Regions from separate parts of the Mus musculus genome. Here regions 2, 3, 4 and 5 are each linked to region 1. The links are chromatin contacts, called in public Hi-C, HiCAR-type and HiChIP or PLAC-seq maps. All regions are on one chromosome and are shown on one strand. Each heading gives the region's core, a stretch centred on a gene start, on an enhancer-like site or on the middle of the called end of the contact. The rest is flanking DNA. Distances are from core to core; before and after follow the strand shown. Region 1 overlaps Slc1a2 (solute carrier family 1 (glial high affinity glutamate transporter), member 2). Region 2 overlaps Gm34483 (a long non-coding RNA gene). Region 3 has its middle 38 kb from the start of Gm34483. Region 4 has its middle 11 kb from the start of Cd44. Region 5 overlaps Cd44 (CD44 antigen).

Region 1 (2,700 bases), core at 11-2,510:
GGACAGATTACGTCAGGCACTTTTTCCTTTCAGGGCGACACAGAGCTTTAGAATAGTGTTGAGAAGCACTGGGCAATTTAGAGGGTTGTGAACAAGACCGGTAAAAGAGTGTCTGTGTGCAACTGAGAGACAGGAGCAAAAAGAAGAAAGGAAAAGGTGAATCTCAGAATGATATTAAGGTTATAGGCAACAAATATTCCAGAAATGAGGTGATCTGATTCTAGCCTTAGAATACTCCAGAGCATATCACGAAACACTCAAGCCTGACAGAGATCAGAGCACGTTTAGAAAACTGCTATCAGAGTTGAAACGGTCTCTGAATCATCACGGATGAGGTGAGAGATTGGACAGGGATAACCCCGGGGATTTGGGTTACCTGCTGGAAACAGGCTTGCACCAGGTTCTCCGGGAAGAGATTTCTAATGAGATCCAGGAAGGCATCCAGGCTAGACACCTCGTCGTTCTTCTTCCCGGGCCCTAGCTGCTTCTTGAGTTTGGGATTGCCTGGGTGGATGGCCAACACCAGGATGACCCCCAGCACGGCGGCAATGATGGTCGTGGACATGTAATACACCATAGCTCTCGTGCCTAGGCGGCCGCTGGCTTTAGCATCCAGGCCTGACAACCCTGGGTTTAAAAGAAATCCACAAAGATCAGTTCTGTTCTTTTCTATTCATGTCCCCATCTCTACACATCTACAACCCCCCTGGCTTCCTATCATTCAGATCTATTAGTGGTTAACTAGCACTCCTCTGACTAAATATGTGACCAAATTCCACACTTTACATTTCTATTTTCTGGGGTTATTTTTGAGATTCTTGAGAACCTGGGGAGTCGGTGACTCATAGTTTACATATCGCTGATTTCAACCTAAATGTCAATCACTAGTATATATGTGAAAATAATATTGAAGAGTTTTCCATTTTTAAGTCTAAGATAATGATGTCTTTTCCATTTTCATGACCTTCAATGGTCTTCTCTGAAGCAATGGTTAAGCCAAGGATAGCATTTCGATCATATGTTATTATTACTATTCATTGTCCTCATTTAGGAGAATCAAAAGCTGGGACATCAAGGTCATGGTCAAATGTCTTTAGAATATACTACAAGAGACTGAAATGGAGACCCAGCATGATCCTCCCACACCCCTGTGTTGAAGCATGGTGGTTCTCATGTCTAACCTCATGTGGCTATTGGAGAGCACATATGAGAAGCAGCTGCCAGCACTATGTGCAGCATCTGTACTGAGGGCAGTCAGAGGAAACTCCAAGTCAAGTCATACAGACCTCAGCCTCCGCTGGGGCTTTTTCTCCAGCTGTTTCTTCAGTGTGCCTACTTCCTGGTTTCAGTTCCTACCTTTACTAAATGGAGAGATAGAACCCATTTCTGGGGATCTGTCCTTTTTTTCATGCTAGGGAGGATGTTGGTGTGGATTTCTCTGAATTAATGTGACCCATGTATGACCAATTTCTCTCTAGAACCCAAAGGCTAAATCTGGGCAAAGGAAGCCGGGTCTTTCTACCAGGCTGGCTTGCATATAATATATTGAATAGGCCTGAAAACATCTTCTCTGGTCTGGAGAGAAGCACGGATCCATTCAACCCCAAAGCTTAATGATAAGAAATTCAGGTTCCTGAACACTTAAACCTGAAAGCTAGTGTTTCTGGTGTAAGGATGGGACAATTGGCCCAGTGTGGGAGTCAGCTGGAGTCACTGAACCTCCAAGTCTATCAGTGCAGAGGATAGCTCTGAAGGCCACCAAACTCATTGGCAACTAGCTATGACCAGCTTGGAGCCCCCCACTATCAACTCCAAACTGGACACTAAGCAATACATCATGCCCTGTTCCAATAACATTGTCTTATATGAAAAAAATTATTAGCATGAGTTCAAACATAGGAAAAAAAATCAAATCAATGAATTATTTTAGCCAAAAAATATAAGAAAGAATGTTATCACATATTAAGTATATCTTTCTATTAAAACACCTTCAGCTTTCATGTCTAGCATTTAATCTCTTTTCAATTCATATCTTCCTAAATGCCCAAGTAAATAATAAAAGCAGTGTATTTTTTCATTTACAATCTCTATCATCTTCCAATATGCTGAGAATATTAAAAATGAAATAGCAAGATAGTATCACTTTCAATACATGGCTGTTCCTTTGAATCCTTGACTGTTAGAAGGAAAGGTAAAGTGAGTGACAGATCTATTGTCTTTCTTTTTAGGATCAATGATTCCTATTTCAGAGACAGGAAAGCCATCAGAGATGCAATGATATAGAGTGGAGTCCACTGACTCAGCCATAAAGAAAGTCTACTTTGATCCCCGGAAGCCAGCACTGGGCTTCGCCATAGGTGGGCAGGCACTGGGAAGGAGCTCTCACCTGTGATTAAACTGGAGATGATAAGAGGGAGGATGAGCATCTTCAGCATCCTCATGAGTATGTCCCCCGGGAAGGCTATCAACATGACCACATCAGGGTGGATGGGCGATGCCAAGCGAAGCAGCCCGCCACACACTGCTCCCAGGATGACACCTGTTGAAGGGAAAGAGGCAACCTGAATTCAGGGTTTTTTTTTTCCCTAGTGAAACAAACAGCTCTAAAGATTCCTTCCAGTGGTTGTGATCTTTTTCATGTGTCTGGCTAATGGACTACAAATACCTCAAAATGAAGACCTTACATAAGGGACATTGATT
Region 2 (2,700 bases), core at 196-2,695, 210 kb before region 1:
GCTTCCAAAGCCAAAATTATAGTCCATCTGGCACTTTACAGGTAATGTTTGGATATCACCATCCTGGAAGAGGGTAATTAGGGGGTCAGCGTTGCAGTTTCAGGTGTTTGTATTAGAGACACATCCAGAGCATGAACTTAGAGGCAAGGAGAGGAATCGAAGATCCAGCTAGAGTGCCAATACCACAGCTGAATTACAGAGTTCCAGGTATAGTTTGAGACCCAAACAGAAGAATAGTTGTATGGAATGGAAAAACATCTCATGGATCAAAGTAAGATGAAGACTCCATATGTTAGTGAGAGTCACACTCATCTTGTCATGCAGAGTCTAAGGCAATGACGGCAAGTCCAATTTCAATGATTTTCTGGTGAGCTTGAGCCAGTGGTCAGTTTCCAGAGCTCAGAGATACCCAGGTTCTCTACCAAGAGAGTGAGTTAGTATGCTCAAATGACTCACATCTTTCTGTAAAATCAGAGGCACATAGGCATATACACTCCAATTCCTATTTGATGTAGTCACTTATCACCCCATGAGACAATGTGATTAAAATATTTCCCAGGTAGGGAAATGTTACCAGATTGAACAAATAAAAAATATAAAACACCTAGTAAAAGTTAAGCTTTAGATAAACAAAGGGAAAAAAAACACTTGAAATGTTTCATTGAACGTTATTATCCAAAAAATTATTTGTTAAGTGAAGTTCAAATCCCAATGGAAGCTCTGCCTTTTGTCTCTCTGCAGTATTCCCAAGGAGATTATGAATAAATCAACAATGTTTTAACTTCTGAGGATGCAAGAAATTTCTAGACTGCTGGGACTTTTTGTTCTTTCTCTCTGCACAACACATTCCTCACCTACCCGATGTGTTTGTATACCTGCAAGTATGTGTTTGTGCAGGTGTGCAAATGTGGATGTGGTTGCACATGCGTGTATGTACCCATGCTCGGGGAGGCCAGAGATCAGCCTTAGGGGCTGTTTCTCAGTAGTCTTCTCCTTGTGTTTTGAGGCAGGATGTCTTATTGGCCTGGAGTTCACCAAACAGGTTAGGGTGGCTGGCCTACAAGCCTCAGGGACTTACCTCTCTCCACCTTCTCAGTGCTTAGATTACAAGTGTGACCCCATGGCCAACCTTTTTTGTGTCGATTTTGGGCATTTACCTCAGGCCCTCCTGTTTATGGGGTTAGCAGTTTGCCAACTGAGTTATCTCATCTTGCTTCACCTAATTTTATCTTTTGTCTCCTATTTCCATTCTCAGAGCTGTCCTACAGAGAGCCAGTTATTACCTATTGACACCTCCCAGAATTATAATATGGCATGAACTGCCACTGATTGAGGCAAGGAAAGGCTGAAAGCAGAAAGAAGAAGTTGAGCTTCTTAAAGTGACTCACAGGAAGGAAACCTGGTGAGCAGGCAGTTGGATGATTGGCCTCTGACTCACTGGAGGTTTCTTTGCTAGAGATTTGCAGCCGTCTATCACCATCACTGATACTGACGTTAGTGTGCGATCAGCAAACCACTGACTTTCCTTGGCAGCAAATAGAACTCCTTCTTGGTTAAACCTAGGCTTAGACTAAACGGCTGGGTACTTGTTGGTTCCAAACAAAGAATTAAAACTGAAATTGGGGGGGGGGGAAGGGTGGCGGCTGGGTTATAAAGCTTCTTAAACAAAAATGTACAAGACCCTGTGAAGACCATGTTCATGGGTTTGAAGCATTTATCCCCACACTCTCTTCTGTCAGCTTGGTCTTGAGTAATATTCAAGTAAAATCTGGGTCAGTTACTATGCTGTGGTTGCAGAGGATACTCCTCACCCAATGTTCAGAGGATGTGGGCTAAGGTTATCTTTAGCAATGACTTTAAGAATATAGGGCATATTTAAACCTATTAAAACCCACAAAATCAGGTCTCCCAATCCATTGGGCTTCAGAGGCCTCCACAACAGCCTTAGAGGCTGTTTGATGTCTCTGAAAAAGTTAACTTGTAGCTGTATGGACTGTGACCAGCTTACAGCCTCCAGCCTTGGCATGGAGCATATCTCTGGTTTCAAAGCTGAGCGCATCTGTGTCTCCCAGACACCCACTAGACAACGGCTGAACATGCCAGAGCATAGGCATTTCTTTAAATCATAAATTTCTTGAGTGAGTGAGCAGTCTTTTTTCTGGAATTCCCCCACTGGGCTGGCCACAACTTTGTAAGATCGCTGTGATCCGAAGTTCTAATTGATCAACTCCATTTCCTTTCCCCTGTATGTTCTAAGTTATACCCCAATGCAGTGACTAGATGTCTGTTGCCACTGGGTTCTCTTGTTGAAATTTACCTTTCAAGGTTAATCATATTAGGAGGCAGGTCTTTGGAAGGCTATTGAGTCAAGGGTGAAGTCTGAGATTAGAGACCTCTTAGTCTTTCTGTCATGCAGGGTACAGTGAAAAACTAGAGCCTGCAAGTAGCAGAGGAACCAGGCTAGCATGCCCGTATTGAAGTAGGCTTGAAGACATAATGGGCACACCAATATGGCTCCCAAGGAACTGACCACATCAGGTTATATTCTGTAAAGGGAAGGGATATCTTGAGGAGAGAGTAATAAGAAGGGTTTATGACAAATCTATTCCTTCTTTCCCTGGAAGGAATGAGAATGATAAGTGAATTAGAGGAAGAATCAAGCCTTCAAATGTCAGGCTTTGCCTTCCTCGCTCCTCGGGG
Region 3 (2,700 bases), core at 110-2,609, 240 kb before region 1:
TGACCCATCCCTACTTCAGAGGAAGAAATAGGTGAGGATAGGGATATCAGCATCTTAGAGGCTCTGGAGCTGAAAAAATGTGCTGACATGGATTCATAATGTACAAGATGGGAAATAATTCCTTCATTTACTGAACTCCTTGCTATCACAAGAAAGGCTATGAGAATCCACCAGAGGTGGAGTGACCTTTTGACAAAGAATAAAATTAATTAAAATATCAAAATAATCCTCTCATCTATCTGTCTCTATATTGAGTTGCTTTCCTAGATGCATAAACTCTTGTGAGGTTCTTAGTCACATCCAGATATGAACTGTGTTTACCTGTTCATCTGTTCTCACCAAAGAGCCTTTCTTTGGTGTCGTTTTATATAAACTTCAGATGTAGAAGGCAAACAAGAAAGGCTGGATGCAGGGGTAGGGCTGGGTACAGGGGTAAGGTTGGGTGCAGGGTAGGGCTGGGTGCAGGGGTAGGGCTGGGTACAGGGGTAAGTTTGGGTTGCAGGGGTAGGGCTGGGTGCAGGGGTAAGGTTGGGTGCAGGGTAGGGCTGGGTGCAGGGGTAGGGCTGGGTACAGGGGTAAGTTTGGGTTGCAGGGGTAGGGCTGGGTGCAGGGGTAGATTGGGTGCAGGGTAGGGCTGGGTGCAGAGGTAGGGCTGCACTGGCCCTCTGTGTTTCCTTTCATTTGTTCTCTCCTCTGTCTGGAAACCACTGTGCTGGCTTCCCAGCACATCTTTGGAGAGTACTGACTCAGTGTTTGAAGTCAGAAAATAGGATATGGCCTCGTTCTTAGATTAGATTCCTCAGACAGCTCTCACTAACTTGACCCATCCCAGCCTCTTATATGTGCCTTGTGTTAACATATTCTCATTTTCTAGGCTAAGAGAAGGGGCTCCAGCAGCTCAGGTGTGACTTGGGATAGCCCACAGAGCTCCATGCCCTCTACTACTTCACTCTTCTCTGAACAATTTGCCCTCTGCACCCTGCAGTGAGTCATCAACACTCAAGACTACATAGTATAGATCACAGATTGTAGCCAGACTCCTGCAGCAAGCGCTTCTCTGATCTTATTTCAGATGTGCTCTTAGCAGGACATTCTGCTCAAACTGAACACAGTCCCATAGCCTGGGAGCCCCTTGCCCATCAGCCCATCAGCCAGTACAATTATGTTCCCATCTGATTACCATCTTCTCTCTGGACCAGTGATAGCCTATTTCCCAAGGAAGCTTCCCACTGTCATTTATAGAGTACAATGTTGTCTTCCTATCCTTGATGGACCAAATGGCCTATGGTTTCAGGAGGAAATGCTGGGTGTGGCAAATGGAGACATTATTCAGGCCTTCCTCCAATAACTGTCCTCAGAGTAGCTGTTATGAGGTAATCAGGGAACCTCCTTTGTTACCAGCTCTTGACCACAAGGAACCCTACTGGAAAGGCCCCAGCCCATGAGTGAGTAGGACCCTGGAGCAAAGACTTGCTCACTTATGTTTGATGAAGAATTAGCTCCAATAAACAAGCCAGTTAGGCTAATAGATTATATCATGATTGAACACCTACTCTGCCTCCAATCCTCTATCTGTTTTCTCACAGATCTTTCTCTATCTCAGTATTCTTTGTACTCCTCATTTTGTTATAGCATTTACTTCCCAGAAAACAGAAGATTGGAAGTAAAGGGAAGGAAATGAATTCTAACTATAGGATTTATTTATTTATTTATTTAGATTTCTTAAGTTCACTCTTCCTAGCTGGTGGTTATGAATAGGCTTTGAGATAGCTGAGAGTTACTGGTATACTGATATCTCTCTCTCCCTCCCTCCCTCTCCGTACATAAACACACACACATATTAGAATCTCTCTTTCTCTCTCTCTCACTCTCTCTATATATACATATACATATATATATATATATATATACACACATATATATGTGTATGTGTATACATAGATATATAAGATATATGTATGTCTGTGTATACATATGTGCATATATGTGCACATATATACACACATTCACACACACACATATATATATATCCAATATTGCCTACAGACTGCATACATAATGTGTCTAAACACATTGAATAATTTATGTGCCATTTAAAAATATATAACACAATTTGCATAGTGTTTTAGCAATTTGAATAGTGTATCTTTAAACAGTATTCACTAGTATAAAATACACACAGGGAAGGAGTATTTTTTAAAAGATTTATTTTTTTATTTTATGTATGTGAGTACACTGTAGCTGTACAGATGGTTGTAAGTCTTCATTGGTTGTTGGGTATTGAATTTAGGACCTCTGCTTGCTCTGATCAACCCCCCTCACTCTGGTCAGCCCTGCTCGCTCTGGCCCAAAGATTTATTTATTATTATAAATAAATACACTGTAGCTGTCTTCAGACCCACCAGAAGAGGGTGTCAGATCTCTTTATGGGCGATTGTAAGCCACCATGTGATCTCTTTATGGGCGATTGTAAGCCACCATGTGGTTGCTGGGATTTGAACTCAGGACCTTTGGAAGAGCAGTCAGGGCTCTTACTCACTGAGCCATCTCACCGGCAAGGAGCTTTCAATTTAAGAGGACTAAATTAGATGATGTTGTTTTCTTGTTTTCATACAGTAACTGAGGATTTCCCTAAAACATAATAAATAAGGAAGTAAATAAATAATAAACAACTTTGTCTTCACACATAACAGGGGATTT
Region 4 (2,700 bases), core at 56-2,555, 170 kb before region 1:
GCAACAGCAAGAGCAATAAAGCCACCAGGCTACCAGGCCACCAGCACTGAAGCTACACTAGACAATGAGCCAGATCCTGACTTGGTCTACTGGAAAGAGCTCAGAAAGGTGGGCTGGAATCGAATCAGCCTGGTGTCACAGATAAGGGAACTGAAGCTTAAGTAGGCGGAGCTACTTGTTCAAAATCCTCCACTGGAGGAACTGCAGGACTACAGCAAGCACTCAGGACTGTCAGACCCTGAGCTTGCTCTCGTGAACAAGCTCCTTGAATCCCCACTTCCCAGTTGCTCGGGAATGGAGCATCTCCCACTGCAGCAGCACACAGATAACGCACATAAATAATCCCAGCAGCCTTGCTGCTCTGTCAGTTCCCAGGCATCTATGTACTTAACGGTTCATTCTCAACAACACATGCAAAATGTTGACTTGGTCTCCCAAACAGAAATTTAATATTTCAGGGATGAGACAAATGACACAGATCCTGTGGGCTTGGCATACATTAATTATGGCCTCTGGGAAAGAATGAATGTTTTTGGACCATGCCCACTACAGTGTGAGCCCCTACCTCTGCCACTTACCAACTGTATGACATGGCAGCTGTCTTACCGTTCACGCGTCTCGTCCCTCAGCTTCAACAAAAAGAGTACTATCTCTTTCATAGAGTGACTTTTAAAGGTTGAAGAGCTAGTTGGTAAAATGCTATGGCAGATTATATGCTCAATCATTTTGGCAATTATTTTGAAATCTGGTCAATGAAGCACTGGCCAAATGGTTTGAATTTTATTCTATTTTCTCTAGCAACCAGCTGTATGACTGCAAATGGCATGTGTATGCATATATGTGCATGTATGTTTATGTGTGTGTGCGTCTGCATGCATGCATACCTGTGTGTATACCAGTTAGCTCAGTGGTAGCAGAAGGGTAACTGTGTATGTGAGGGAGGATTGTTAGGATTTGGACACAGCTCAGCCTCGTCAGACTTGCAGATGTTAGCCTGATTTTCAAGAAGTCTGAACTCTAGCCACCTTCTCCTCATCTCTCCTCCACTTTCCTCTCTTGGACCAGCTCACGTTTCAACTTGAATCAGATAGTGTAGCCCTGAGTACAGGTTCCCATAGCATCAAAGGAAGGGAAATCTTGACCCTGACTCTGGATCACTTAGTTCCTGGAGTTTCCAGAAGGGTTTCTGTAGCTTGACTGGGCTATTGTCAGCATCCCCGAGGTGCAGGCAGAGACATGCATGAGACAGGATAAAGAAGAGGCATAGACACACACCACAAACAGCTCTCTAGAGGAAGTGAAGTACAATTGAGTAAAGTACAGGAAGAGAAGCAAACATCAAGGTGTGAGAAGGGGAAAAGTTCTCAGATGATAAAGAAGGTGTCACAGCTACTTTGTCTTCTCCTGTCCTCCATCCATAGGGGCTAGCATCACAGTGTCGTGACTGAGGCTTTCAGCTGAGATCACATTCTATACCTTTCTGTCTACATATGTATGGACAATTGAGTAAATTTTTTCTGATCCTCTGATTCTTTAAGTGGCACTAGCCATCCTCCAGCACAGAATTAATTGAGATATCCTGTGAGAGCTCTTCTCTGGGTGTCTGGTTGATAACATCAATAATGAATTCCATGTTCCGTATTTCTTGGGGCCCAAAACCACTCATAGTGTAACCTGTCCCAGAATTCAAGGCATTACCAGAATTTTGTCTTAACCCTGTCATTATGTCTTCCTGATCAGCAAGGACCAAGAGAAGCTTGCTTATTTTCCCCAAGGGAGTGGTGTGAAGGGGCTGTCCTGAACCTGCACCAGAGCCACTCACCCAGTCACCAGATTGTGTGTAGTGAGAGTAGAGACACATCTGGGGCCTAAGTGAGGCCACCAGGAGCTGACACTCTGTGGGTGGGGGAAGAGAAAGGGACAAACCCGGACTGATGAGGTAGCAAGCTGTGCAACAAGAACTAAGGTGCAGAAGAAAGGGCGAGTTTCAAGCCCCCCCCCCCCCCCAAACAGGCACATGTAGCCTGTATCTCATAGAGACCCATCCTGAAATATTTACAGATTAAAAGATGGGATGTTTGCGAAGCATTTCAAAATAATTCAGACGTGGTGACGAGCATAAGGTGAGCCCAACCTAAAATACCCACTTGCTAAAGCCATTGTAAATTTTTGGATCAGACTTCATTAATACCAAAATTAGATCCACTGCACAAAAGAGAAATCCACCTGGAAGTGAGATGAGAGGTGGGGCAGGGAAGTACCTAGGAAGTCACAAAAAGATCAAATTTGGAGAAAGAATGCATCAGAAATACCCACTATTTTTTGTACCCTGTTGTAGTAGCTAGAATACACACATTGTTACATTGTGCACTTTGACTCTCACAATGGGCATAAAAAGCCTTACATATGGAACTTAAGCTTGAATGCAGAGAGTAAACAGCCAAGGTCACTAAGTAAGTGATGTTTGGAGTTAGTTGACATGTTGAGAATAATGAGTCTTAAGAGACAGTTAGGAGTTACTGCATGAGGATGGACTTAGGCCAGGAAAGGAGGAAGGGGGAAAAGAAAGAGGGAGATAAAGGATGACTAGTCAAACTATTTGGCCATCAGGATCTGGATCCAGTGCCCGAGTGCTAAAGCACCTTTCTGACCTACAGTGCTAAGATCTATTATCTCTTCCTCTTCCTTTTCCTCTTCTTT
Region 5 (2,700 bases), core at 65-2,564, 140 kb before region 1:
TACCTCAGAGTTTTCCAGACTGGTTTAGATATTCCCATAGGGGAGTTTGAGAGGGCCAGGGTAACTGGAGGGGTAGGCTAGGTACTGAGGTGAGACTAAACAAGGTGGATTCAGGCTCTAGGTCTATCTCAAAGCCCTCATTCTGGCTCCACCTCAGATAACGATACTTACTGGTCTTAGCCATCCTGAATCTTTCCAGTGCATCATGGTAGCAAAAGAAAGATAGAGCACTACTCTGCTCTATAAATGCTGCTGTTGCCCCTCCTTATCCTGGCATCAACCCAAGAAGATCTAGGTAGACTCAGAAGATCTGAGGCAACATCTATGTTCATCAAACTCTCCCTGCATCTCTTGTTCCTTAAATTCTCCATCTGTAAAGTGGGTGCATAGTACCGACCCTTAAGGCTTCAAAGGACTGTTTTGGTATGCTTGTGTTGCGTATCTCATGAGATAAAGTCCTATTAACAAGGTGATCCAGGTCTAAAGTACACGATGCATTCTGTTCTACAGAGAGTGACACCAACACATGTCTTTATTCCTGTGGGAATTTTATGGCCCTTTCTGATATTTGAATGTGCCTCAGGTATGCAAACCCATACTCTGAGCCCTTTTATCTCACAAGTCCTGAAGATGTCCTAGCTTTGATGCTATCAATTAGTTTTATTTAGATTTGAGATTACCCATGACTAGTGATTATACTATTTAGTTAGTATTATGATTTCTATTCTCTTAAAAATGATTTTCCAGGTGACATGTGTGTGATTGCATAAGGCTATTTCCATAAAAAAAAAAAAACCATACAAAGCCTTTTGAGCATATTCTCATTTTACTGAAGGAGAGAGAAAGGCTAGATGTGTCACAGATCCTACTGCAAGTAGTTCAAGGTCACGTAGCTTATAGTGAATAGGATTTGGGTGTGACCCGTGCATCCTCCTTCTAGATGGAGACTGGCTCACCAGCATGCCAGGACTCACTGATCGCTTCTCAAGTGCAGATAATAACAAGTAACCGCTTCTTATTCTGCTTTGTCTCTCACGAGGTCCCTCTCTTGATCTGCCAGTCTTTCAAAGTGCTGCCTCTAGACTTGTGCAGAAGGTGTACTCTAATTAGATGATGTCAAAGTAATTACAGCTGCCCAGAAAAAAAAATAACTGCAAGACAAAGTGGAGCTGTCGTTCTTGCCTCTCCGAACTGCAGCGGGAAAAACCGTATGTGGCCTTCTGCTGCTTTGTCAGTCCACTTAACCACATCCTGAGTTTGTGCTAGTCAATCTGCTAAATCAATAAGATCCAAAAGTGGAAAAAAAACAAAACAAAACAAAAAACCAAAGGTGTTAAGGCCAGTGGATTTCCTGGTTGCCATGGCAACACACAAGGGTACACACTGTGGTTTCTTGTTTCATCTGTCTTCCTGGAGGCTTGTTCCCCATGGAGGACTTGGACTTACAGAACTCCTATTTAGTGAGATAAAACTAGGGGCAAGCAAGCACCTTGATAGATCCAGAAGAAGGGGGGAAATCTTCAGCAGGGTCTTACTGCCCATGTACCCAACACAGAAGCAAAAGGCAGGAAGAAGGCTTCTTCTCACGTTCTAAAAACAACTCAAGGCATCTCTAGACTATGCAATGGGTTGGCTATTTGGAGGACTTGGCAGAATGGCCCGGGTGACAGCTTCTAAGGGGGTTGCTCTTTCATAGAGTCCTGTTGGCTCATGATGGACTCCTTGTTCCTTAAACTAGAGACTGAGAGGTCAGGGTGTCCAGCCAGGCCCCCAGATATTGGGGTGCCTTTCCCCTTTGAGTGCCAAGAGATGAATAGCTCAACTAAAAGCACCCCATGACAAATTCTGAAGGAAATTCCCTCCATATGATTGTGCATGACTGTCTTCTCTGCTCATTAAAACTTCACCCGCCTTGGGGATGATTCCGGGAGAGACTGAGTCACTAGTTACTCATGGTCTGCAGTGGGCAGCCAAAGGCTATCTAGCACCAAGAATGATTTTGGCCTCATTCAAAAGTAGATGCTGAACAATATACTCTTTCATTAGGCACCCGTCACATGGGAGTCAGACGATGGCACAAGTGGTGTAGGGGCAATGGGAAAGCTGCCAGCCTTCTTCTGTACTGGCAGGTTTGGTGGAAGCAGGGGCTATACAGCTTGAATGGTTCCCAGATGGAAACTTCTGAGCTGCAAAGACATCGCACAAGTGGAAAAAGAGTGACTTGCCCATGATGTACTTCGGAATGATGCTCCCTGGCCATGAGTTGTAGATTTATTGGGAACAGCATGCTCAAACATCTTATAAAATATACTTTGTTAGAAGCATTGTACCAGGAGTCAGGATGCTGCAATTAAAGTCCCCTGAGATTGTGCTTTCTTCATAATGGTCTAGGGGACCAAGCTCTCAATTTTATTTTCTTGTTTCTCACAGCTAATTTGTTTAAGGCCCTTTATTGTCCTACCTTTAATCATGGATGATCTAATTACCAATATGTTTTTGTTTTTTGTTGTTTTTTTTTAAAGAAAAATGGCACGTTCCCTACTTGCTTCTAATCAGAATCAGCAGAGCTAGGCTCATGAATTGTGTCATCTTCTGTGTAAGATGTAAGCTCTGCAAGTCAGAGGGCAGTAAAAGAGCCTTGGATTTAAATGCCAAACACTGTGAAAGTAAAACCCACATGTGCACTGGTTGCCACTCACT

What was found. A called contact is a pair of places that touch in the nucleus more often than the background predicts. HiCAR-type assays count read pairs that join an accessible place to other places. HiChIP or PLAC-seq counts read pairs in DNA pulled down with a chosen protein or histone mark.
Region 2: a BATF HiChIP or PLAC-seq map of CD8 T cells shows a contact between it and region 1, with 13 read pairs. The contact joins two enhancer-like sites. A contact is called at or near these places in 14 of 39 promoter capture datasets (the 3T3-L1 cell line, 3T3-L1-derived adipocytes, the HPC-7 cell line and 9 more), 1 of 15 datasets of contacts at CTCF or cohesin (the NIH/3T3 cell line), 3 of 484 Hi-C or Micro-C datasets (Th1 cells, adipose-derived mesenchymal stem cells and liver) and 4 of 115 datasets of contacts at active chromatin or transcription factors (CD8 T cells, intestinal villus epithelium, microglia and 1 more).
Region 3: a HiCAR-type map of Th17 cells shows a contact between it and region 1, with 4 times the contacts expected there. The contact joins two enhancer-like sites. A contact is called at or near these places in 1 of 39 promoter capture datasets (liver), 1 of 15 datasets of contacts at CTCF or cohesin (CD8 T cells), 1 of 484 Hi-C or Micro-C datasets (liver), 5 of 115 datasets of contacts at active chromatin or transcription factors (the 230-238 cell line, CD8 T cells, Th17 cells and 2 more) and 3 of 9 other capture datasets (adipose tissue, embryonic stem cells and liver).
Region 4: a Hi-C map of B cells shows a contact between it and region 1, with 1.5 times the contacts expected there. The contact joins two enhancer-like sites. A contact is called at or near these places in 3 of 39 promoter capture datasets (the C10 cell line, macrophages and pre-B cells), 5 of 484 Hi-C or Micro-C datasets (B cells, the G1E-ER4 cell line, Th1 cells and 2 more) and 5 of 115 datasets of contacts at active chromatin or transcription factors (CD8 T cells, bone marrow-derived dendritic cells, large pre-B cells and 2 more).
Region 5: a contact with region 1 is called in a BATF HiChIP or PLAC-seq map of CD8 T cells, with 9 read pairs. The contact joins two enhancer-like sites. A contact is called at or near these places in 4 of 39 promoter capture datasets (the HPC-7 cell line, liver and pre-B cells), 9 of 484 Hi-C or Micro-C datasets (the AML12 cell line, B cells, the G1E-ER4 cell line and 4 more) and 4 of 115 datasets of contacts at active chromatin or transcription factors (CD8 T cells, bone marrow-derived macrophages, effector CD8 T cells and 1 more).

The regions. Positions count from the first base shown.
Region 1 is chr2:102,737,616-102,740,315 of GRCm38.p6, reverse strand. Slc1a2 (solute carrier family 1 (glial high affinity glutamate transporter), member 2) reads right to left here. Exons shown (of 11, transcript NM_001077514.4): 3 at 2,387-2,539; 4 at 377-627. Among named protein-coding and RNA genes, the nearest start is that of Gm13872, 7.8 kb to the left of the region's middle. Within about 2 kb of position 1,260, at least 28 of the 459 cell types and tissues checked have an H3K27ac peak or open chromatin away from gene starts, as enhancers often do. A contact at or near this core is called in B cells, CD8 T cells and Th17 cells, where this site is marked.
Region 2 is chr2:102,947,421-102,950,120 of GRCm38.p6, reverse strand. All of the region lies in intron 2 of Gm34483 (a long non-coding RNA gene), which reads right to left. Among named protein-coding and RNA genes, the nearest start is that of Gm34483, 7.7 kb to the right of the region's middle. Within about 2 kb of position 1,445, at least 124 of the 459 cell types and tissues checked have an H3K27ac peak or open chromatin away from gene starts, as enhancers often do. A contact at or near this core is called in CD8 T cells, where this site is marked.
Region 3 is chr2:102,977,995-102,980,694 of GRCm38.p6, reverse strand. No RefSeq gene overlaps it. Among named protein-coding and RNA genes, the nearest start is that of Gm34483, 38 kb to the right of the region's middle. Within about 2 kb of position 1,359, at least 31 of the 459 cell types and tissues checked have an H3K27ac peak or open chromatin away from gene starts, as enhancers often do. A contact at or near this core is called in CD8 T cells and Th17 cells, where this site is marked.
Region 4 is chr2:102,911,801-102,914,500 of GRCm38.p6, reverse strand. No RefSeq gene overlaps it. Among named protein-coding and RNA genes, the nearest start is that of Cd44, 11 kb to the right of the region's middle. Within about 2 kb of position 1,305, at least 49 of the 459 cell types and tissues checked have an H3K27ac peak or open chromatin away from gene starts, as enhancers often do. A contact at or near this core is called in B cells and CD8 T cells, where this site is marked.
Region 5 is chr2:102,872,680-102,875,379 of GRCm38.p6, reverse strand. The region is part of intron 1 of Cd44 (CD44 antigen); the gene reads left to right. Among named protein-coding and RNA genes, the nearest start is that of Gm23731, 24 kb to the left of the region's middle. Within about 2 kb of position 1,314, at least 91 of the 459 cell types and tissues checked have an H3K27ac peak or open chromatin away from gene starts, as enhancers often do. A contact at or near this core is called in CD8 T cells, where this site is marked.